Regions from separate parts of the Anser cygnoides genome. Here region 1 is linked to region 2. Evidence: chromatin contacts called from public Hi-C data. All regions are on one chromosome and are shown on one strand. The core of a region is the stretch at or near the end of the contact, and the rest is flanking DNA. Distances in the headings are between cores, read along the strand shown. Region 1 holds the start of NFKBIA (NFKB inhibitor alpha). Region 2 holds the start of BAZ1A (bromodomain adjacent to zinc finger domain 1A).

What was found. A called contact is a pair of places that touch in the nucleus more often than the background predicts.
Region 1: a contact with region 2 is called in a Hi-C map of liver, with 1.4 times the contacts expected there. The contact joins the promoter of NFKBIA here to the promoter of BAZ1A in region 2. A contact is called at or near these places in 2 of 7 Hi-C or Micro-C datasets (both in liver).

Annotation. Positions count from the first base shown.
Region 1 is chr5:40,400,224-40,404,093 of Taihu_goose_T2T_genome, forward strand. It overlaps NFKBIA (NFKB inhibitor alpha), which reads right to left and starts at 1,596. Exons shown (of 6, transcript XM_048059840.2): 1 at 1,158-1,596; 2 at 740-848; 3 at 43-253. The coding sequence starts at 1,549.
Region 2 is chr5:40,198,752-40,202,491 of Taihu_goose_T2T_genome, forward strand. BAZ1A (bromodomain adjacent to zinc finger domain 1A) reads right to left here and starts at 1,439. Exons shown (of 27, transcript XM_048059739.2): 1 at 1,139-1,439; 2 at 304-454. The coding sequence starts at 416.

The DNA.
Region 1 (3,870 bases), core at 346-2,845, 200 kb after region 2:
AGCGCCGTGTACTGAGGTGTGCGTATGGCAGCATGTGCGTACCGTTGTAGTTGGTTGCCTGCAGGACGGCGAGGAGGTGGTGGGGCTGGCAGTACTGCGTGAGGACGCTGACGCTTCTGAGGGAGCCCTGCTGGCAGGCGATATGGAGCGGGGTGTTTCCTCGGAAGTCCCTGATGTCCAGGTCACATCCAGCTTTCAGGAGGTGCTCAGCGATTTCGGGCTGATCAGTGATCACTGCCAGGTGAAGGGGAGTCTGCAGGCAAAAGAGAAAAGAGAAACCTGTAAGTTACACAGCGGACGTGGCAGCAGTGCCTGAACACACAAACCCTGCAGTCGCTTGGGGATTTCTGCCCAGCTGAAAACACACCCCACAAAGTCAGTTCGTTACGCTTCCTGACATAGTGCAGAGCTGCTCGTTAGTCTGGAAGCAATGAACTCGGGGCTCTCCAGATACCAGACATGCAATCCGTAAGAAGGGTATCATTAACATCCCAGCGAGGAGGGGTGCAACCCATTGCATCATATTTGAAAAATGGGGGCGGTAAGTAAGAGGCCGCTGCCGGGGAGGCAAAGTGTTGCACCAACACCGGTCGGAGTCATTCGGGTGCTTTCCTGAACGGAGGCTTTGATTTAATATCCACTGAATTAAAAAAGCGATTTTTCCTTGGGAATTCCCCACAGGGCTTTTGTGGGGGCGGTGGGGGTTGATCCGGGCCCCGGGGTGCCGAGGTGAAAGTACCTGGCTGAGGTTGTTCTGGAAATTCAGGAAGGCACGGTCCCCGCTGGTCTGCCGGATCACCTCCAGGCTGAGGGCTTTTTCTTCGTGGATAATCGCCAAGTGGAGAAAACTGCATCCAAAAAAAAAAAAAAAAAAGAGAGAACAAAAGAAAAATTAGCCGAGCTACGCGAAAGCCCCAGTCCCCCCGGCGGGAACACGGGTGACGAGGTGCCCGGGCCACGGCCTCAGTCATGTGCGGGTTTCGAAAGCCGGGGCTTTCGGCGGCCGGGGCTTTCCGACGGCAGCGGGAGCCGCCTCTCCCTGGCGCCGCTCCAGGGACTTTCCGCGCTCCGCTCCCCGCCCGGCGCCTCCCCGACGGCGGCCCCGGCCCCGTTCCCGTCCCGGCCCCGGCCTCCCCGCGGCCCCGGCCCCGACTTACGTGTCCCCGTCCTCGGTGAGCTGCTGCGCCCAGCCGTGCGGGCGGGCGGGCGGCTCGCGGGGCTGCAGGCGGATGTCCTCCAGCTCCCGCACCAGCTGCCGGTACTCCTCCTCCTTCATGGAGTCCAGCCCGCTGTCGTGGCGGTCGTCGGGCGGCAGCAGCCCGGCCGCCCGCTCCTTGCGGGGCGGCTCGCAGCCCTCCGCGGCGGGCGGCTCGGCGGCGAGGCGGGCGCTGATCATGGCGGCGGGGCTCTGAGGGCGGCGGGGCGCCGCGGCTCCGAGGGCGGCTGGCGGGGCCGGGAGCGGGGCCGGGAGCGGGGCGCGGAGCGGGGCTGGCGCTGCCGACCGGGCGGGCATCCGCGAGTGAGCGGCGGCGGCGGCGGCGCGCCGCATATACACGGCGGCGGAGGGGATTTCTGCGGGGGAGGAGCCGCCGCCGCGGGAATTTCCAGCCTCTCAAGGCCTCGCCGGGCGAGTCCGGTCCTGCTCGGCGCCAGGGGCGGCGACGGGGTGGGGAGGGAGGGAGGGAGGGAAGGGGGCCGGCCCGGCTCGGCGCGGCGCGGCCCGGCAGGGCGGAATTCCCTGCGCCCTCCCTGCCCGGCCCTGCCCTGCCCGCGGCGGGGAAGTACTCGGAGCCCCGCGGGGGGACGCCGCCGCCCGGCCGCCCCGGGGGCTTCCCCGCGGGGCCCGCTGCCCGCTGCAGGCAGCCCCCCGGCTCCTCGGCCCTCCCCCGGAGGCCAAACGGGGCTTTGGGGGACGCAGGAGGGGAGCTTGGGCTGCGGCGTGGGGCCGCTTCTGCACCCCGTGTCCCAAAGCCTGGATCGGGTCACCGTGATGCTAATTATTTACTTACTGGGGGGTGCCAGGCTTTGGAGAGACTCAGATGCTGCGCACGGCTGGTGTTACACATTGCGGAGCCTGCAGGTGTGCGGGTACCACACAGCACCTGAGGGACCTCACACCTCTGCGGTGGAATTGCTCACGGGATTAGGAGCAGGCGGGAGGATCCCTGCTCCACTCTGTACGTCCAGGCCGTGTCAAAGGCTAAACAGAACCCCTCAGACCGTACACACAGGAACTTTGTTTCCCGAGAAGCGGTACCTTCTCCCAGTACCCTTACTCTCTGCATCCATTTTAGTTACTCCCTGCTCCTCATTACCGATGTCCTCCCATCCGTGCGTAGGGAGAACAGGATAGACGCGGGCTCCCACATGGATAAAAGACGCCTGTGAGGTTGACGATGCTGAATTTTTCCCTGGTGAATTTTGCTGCCGCTTCTCAGATGTGGGGGATTCCCATTAAGAATTTTTCTTCTCTTGCAACTCTTGCTGGCCTCGCTGACTAACAGTGTCTGAGAGTTTTTTGGCTTTTGCCATTTTCCCATGGGATGGTGTCCCTTTGAAAAAAAGGACTTGTGAGAAAATCCGAAGATGAAAGGGGGAGCCAGAGGAGAGGGAAGACGCCTGGCTTTCCGTAAACAGATGTTTCTGATTTTCAGCCCAGCCGTACCATTCCTGGGCTTTTTTTCATTATTCATCTCTGGGCCTGGGACAACCCGGTGGTGCTTTTGGGCAGGTTTAGAAAAGCCGTGCAGCTCTTTCTTTTATAGGTTAAGGGTTATGAAAGTTTTGTGAGCTTCTTGAAAGAGTTTCCCCTTTTTAATGTAAATTGGCAGGGGAAATTTAATTAACAAATGATTCTCCTCCCACCTGCCTCTGTGCAAAAGCAAGGAGGGGAGCTGGAAAGCAAGCTCCTGATCCGAGTAGCAGGGGCACCGAGCCCAGCAAGAACCGAGCTGCCTCCCGGTGGGGCTTCGCCAGAGCCACGCAGAAATTAAACTTGCAAACTTCCCGTCCTCGTTGCGATGGCTGGAAACCGAGTTCAGCAAAACAAGTTCTTTGCCTCTGCGAGTGACTTCCAGCTGCTGTCACAGGCAACCTCGGGGCTATTTTTGGAAAGTGTTTGCCAGCAGAAACCTCTTTTTGGAGGCACGCGAGCTGAGATGCTCTCATTTTGTGTACATCTGAACGCTGCGGTGCTTCAGCCAGTTGTAGGTGGCGGAAAGGAGATGGAAAATGATTTCTGGATGGAAAGATCAGCCCACTTCCTGCCCCGGCAGATGCAGCACCAGCCTCTGCTGCACGGGGCCGCGGTGCCCGGGTGCTTGGCCGTGCCCTGGCAGCAGGAGCTGAGCTTTGGGTGGGAGTGGGTGCACATCAGTGCTTCACATTTACTGACGTCTCTGTTGTTTTTCATTGTACAAAGAAAAATGACGTCCCCGGTGGTAATAGTAGCTTTGACAGTCTCACTGACGAAAGGCCCCAGACGTGAGCCGGTGCTGAGGCTAAGAGGCAGCCAAAAGCACAGCTCAAGAACCGGCTCTGCCCTAACTCTAATCCCTCTGTACAGTAGCAGACAGCCAGCGGATGCATGGGCAAGCAGGACTCTTATTAAAACAAATAAAGCTGCTGTCTTCTTGGGAACTCCTCTCAGCTAACAATAGTGTTTTACAATATTTGCTTAGAGGGATAGCTTAAGCTTGCAGGAGATAATATAAAACAAAGGTTTCTTAGCTATGTTGAAGGTCACCGGTGCTGCTTTTATGCTACTGAGGTACCGTCCTTTCCTGAAAATTAACTCATTCTAGCCATTACTCTGTACAATTTGCCATACAGTCCACAAGCATGAACGAATATAACAGAAAGAAACAAACT
Region 2 (3,740 bases), core at 189-2,688:
CAGGAGGGGAAGGCGGGCAGGGATTCCCCCTGCCCAGGCCGGGAGATCCGCCCTCTCCCCCCACCCCTCGGCGGGGCACGGGCTCGGCGCCAGCCCCCCCCCCCCCCGCCGCCACCACCGGCACCGCCGCCACCTCCCCTCCGCCCCGCCGGGCTCCCCGCGGCGCTGCCGGGGAATCCCCCGGCCGCCTCCCCCCGCCTCCCCGCCCAGGTGTCAGCCGTTGGGGGCTCCAACCGCTCCTGCCTCGCGCCGCCGGCGGAAGGGCGCGGGGGGGGGGTCCGGGGAAAAGGGGCCGCGGCTTACTCGTAGTCCCTGAAGATCTCGTTGGTGACCCTGCAGTGGAAAACGCGCTCGTCCGGCCGCAGGTCGGCGGGGGGCTTCTCCCTCACGAAGGGCTTGCGGTGCAGCAGCGGCATCGCCCCGCTCCGTCGTCTCCTTCCTGCCCCGGGACCCGCTTCGAACCGGAGGGAAAAAAAAAACACGGAGGGAAGGCGGGCAGTGAGTGCGGGCGGGCGGCGGCGCCCCCGGCCCGGGGAGGAGGGAGCGGGCCCGGCGTGTCCCTCCCCCCGGGGGGGCCGGGGAAGGAGCGGCGGAGCGCGGCGGCACGGCACGGCGGGCTCGGGCGGCGCGGCGGCGGCAGCCTTTTGTGTGCCTGACACGCCGCTGCCTGCCTGGGACTGCGCGGGGAGCGAACGGCGGCTCCTTCCTCCCCCGCCTCCTCCCGCAGCCTCACAATGGGGCCATGACGCCGAACGCCGGGCGGGGGCGGCGCCCCCCCGGCCCACCCCGCCCCGGCCGCGGCCCCGGCCCCGGCCGCACACAACGTGCTCGGCGCGGGGATACCCCGGCCCCGGCCGCCGCCGCCGCGCTTTGTCTCCGCCGCCCCCCCGCCGCCCCCGGGTCACCCCTTCCCCGCCTCTGAGCCGCGCACGCCGGCCCGGACGCCAACTTCCACTCCTCCTCCTCCTGCCCGCAGCGACCGCTTATCGCCCTCCTTCGCTTCCTGCCGGCCCGCTGCCCTAGCGGGGTCCTCGCCCGCCCCCCCCCCGGCACGGCTCGGCACGGCTCGGGGGGCTCCCCGCCCTCCGGCCCCGCCGCCGCGGGGGGCTCGGGGCTCCGCTCCCCCCCTGCCGCCTACCTGGTGCTGCCCCGAGCCGCCCCGGGGTGCGAAACGCGGCGCCCTCCGCTCGTCCCTTCTCGCTGCCCCCCCCCCGGCCCCAGCTCCCGGGAAGTTTTTGATCTACTTCTCCGAGCCCTCAATCAGGAAGAGCGGCGGGGAGGAGCCTTCCACTTCTCTCCCCTACATCTTTATTGGCCGCTCGGTGCCTTCCAGCGTGTGTCACACAGGAAGACAGCGAGCTACATTATTAATTAATGGCTGAGAGGGCTCATCCTCCATTTTCGAATTATCAGCCTGCGATCTGCGGCGCGCCGAGCGGGGGGGGGAGGAGGCCCGGCCGGCCGGGCTGCGCTGAGGCGGCGGCACCCCGGGCACCGGCAACCGGGCACCGGAGCCCGCTGCCCCCGCCGCCGGGCCGGGCTGCGGATACCGAGGGGCTCCCCCGAGCCCGGCCCGGCCCCCGGGAGCGCCCCGCCAGCGGCTCCCCGCCGGCCGGCCCGGGGCGGCGAGGGCAGGGTTTTGCCCTCGGCCAGGTTGCGAACGTGTCAGATGGGGCCCTGCCCGCCGCTGCCTTGCCTCCCCCCCTCCGGTTAATCGCCAGCGTCAGGATATTGTTCTGCCAGTGAACTAATTTTTCACCGCTTTTATTATTTCTTACCCCGGCGCGCTCACCGTGCCGTGGGTGATTAAGAGTGGGATGCTAATCTAATTGTGTTCTCTTAAGTGCCAGCCGGCTTAAAGACATAAAAACACAGAAGGAGGTCCCCATCCATCGCAGTTCAACAGTGCAAGGTCCAGAGCGTACATGAAAACGTACTGCACAATTGTAAAAACCCCACAGGACGACTTAGGTGACTGGTATCTGAAGGCTGACACAAAGATACAAGTTTACGACCTGAAATTCTGTTCGGGCAAATAAAGATCCTGTGCTGTTTCCTGCACCTGTGCATAGGTTGTTTTTCATTAGCACTGCAAGTAAAAGCAACGAGCAGCGCTGCGGCAGCCCGGATGACTAAAACCTAGAAGAATGTTTACACTCGAATTCGTGAATTACTTTGTTTAAAAAGTGATCAGGTCTTAATCAAAAGCACCGAGAAATGCCAGTGCTCCCTTCTAGTTCAGTTTACAAAATCTGAAGGTTGAACTGCAAAACAGGTTACCTCTGAGTCCTACCAACTTATTTTCATTTGCCAGTTGGCTTCACTTTCAGTTTTTAATTAATTTCTACCAAAGGGCACGAGTGCAACTTCAGTTAATGCACTTTTAATGCCTCCAACATTTCATAAATTTTAGGTTTGCATCAAAACCGTACAGTTTGCCACGGTTATGACATTTAGTGTTGGCAACTCTTATGATTACAGTGAGATTTTGCAACACTTAGCTTTGTTTTAAGCTCTGGCTCTTCAGCAGATGTGATTAAATTGGAGCCTCAGCTTCCCCTACAAATAATTACATTTCTAAATCTCAAGTTTGAGAGAAGAGCCTGAATATGTGATCTCAAAAGGTTCACAAATTACTAGGGAAATAAAAGTCTTGAGTTTATAATTTTTGTGAATCTCATCCTTTCTAAGCCAGTATCATGATATTTGGGAGCTTGGCTGTGTGTGTGTGTGTGTGTGTGTGCGGATTGTCAGCACAGCATTATTTCAGAATTAGTTGGTGTCCATGAAAAATGCATGAGTTGATAGAACTGTGACATCAAAAGCAAATCCCCTTTTCCTTTTTGCTCTCTCTTGCCCTCTTTCTCTTTTCTTCTCATCTTTTCCTCCCTCTCTTGTTCTTCCCCCCTCATTATTCCCTCAGTGATTTTTCCACTGAACAGATCCTCACTAAGTAATAGGGCTGCGCTAGGGTTTGATATTCTTAGGATACAGAGGAACAGTTCAGTTTTCACCTCTGAATCCAGCTCTGTTCTTTAAAAACCACTAATTCAGACTCTGATTCTGCTCCCAGTAAGGTCAGAAGGAACTAAGATAATTTTTTACAACACAGGATAACATCTACTAAGGGGACATTGAGATTTCAGTGGAAATTAATTCTGAGAAATCTGAAAAATGTTCCTTTCATGAGAATATTTCTTGTGTTTTTACACTGTATTCAATTTTTGTACTGATTTGGGTTGGATTTTTTTTAGGACATCACTGAAAGTATAGTTTTGATTCAAGACACAAGAACAGGGTTGTTGATGTGGATTTTACCACAGAAGGGCAAAAAAATAAGTTGGTTTGTTTTTAAAAGATGTTGTTGTACACTAACAGCTATACTAGATGGAGTTCCTTTGCCAGTGACTGAGGTTGCAGTTCTCATTCATAGAACTTTAAAAATAGTTGTACTGGGAAGATAAAATCTTACAAAACACTTGGTCTCCATGCTTTACAGCAGTAGGACAATTTCCTAGGGACAGTGCTGGCAAATCCCTCAGCTGGTCCTTCAAAGCTCCCCACAATTTTGCTAGTTTTTTATTTCTTTTCATTTGCTATATCAGAGATTTGTTTTTCTCCTCGTCCTATTCTATTTCTTCCTGTCCTTAAGCTACCAAGAACTGATTTACACAGAGATACTCCAAAATACCTGTTCCCATCAACCGTTACCAAATAGTTCCATATGTGACTCTTGTTAT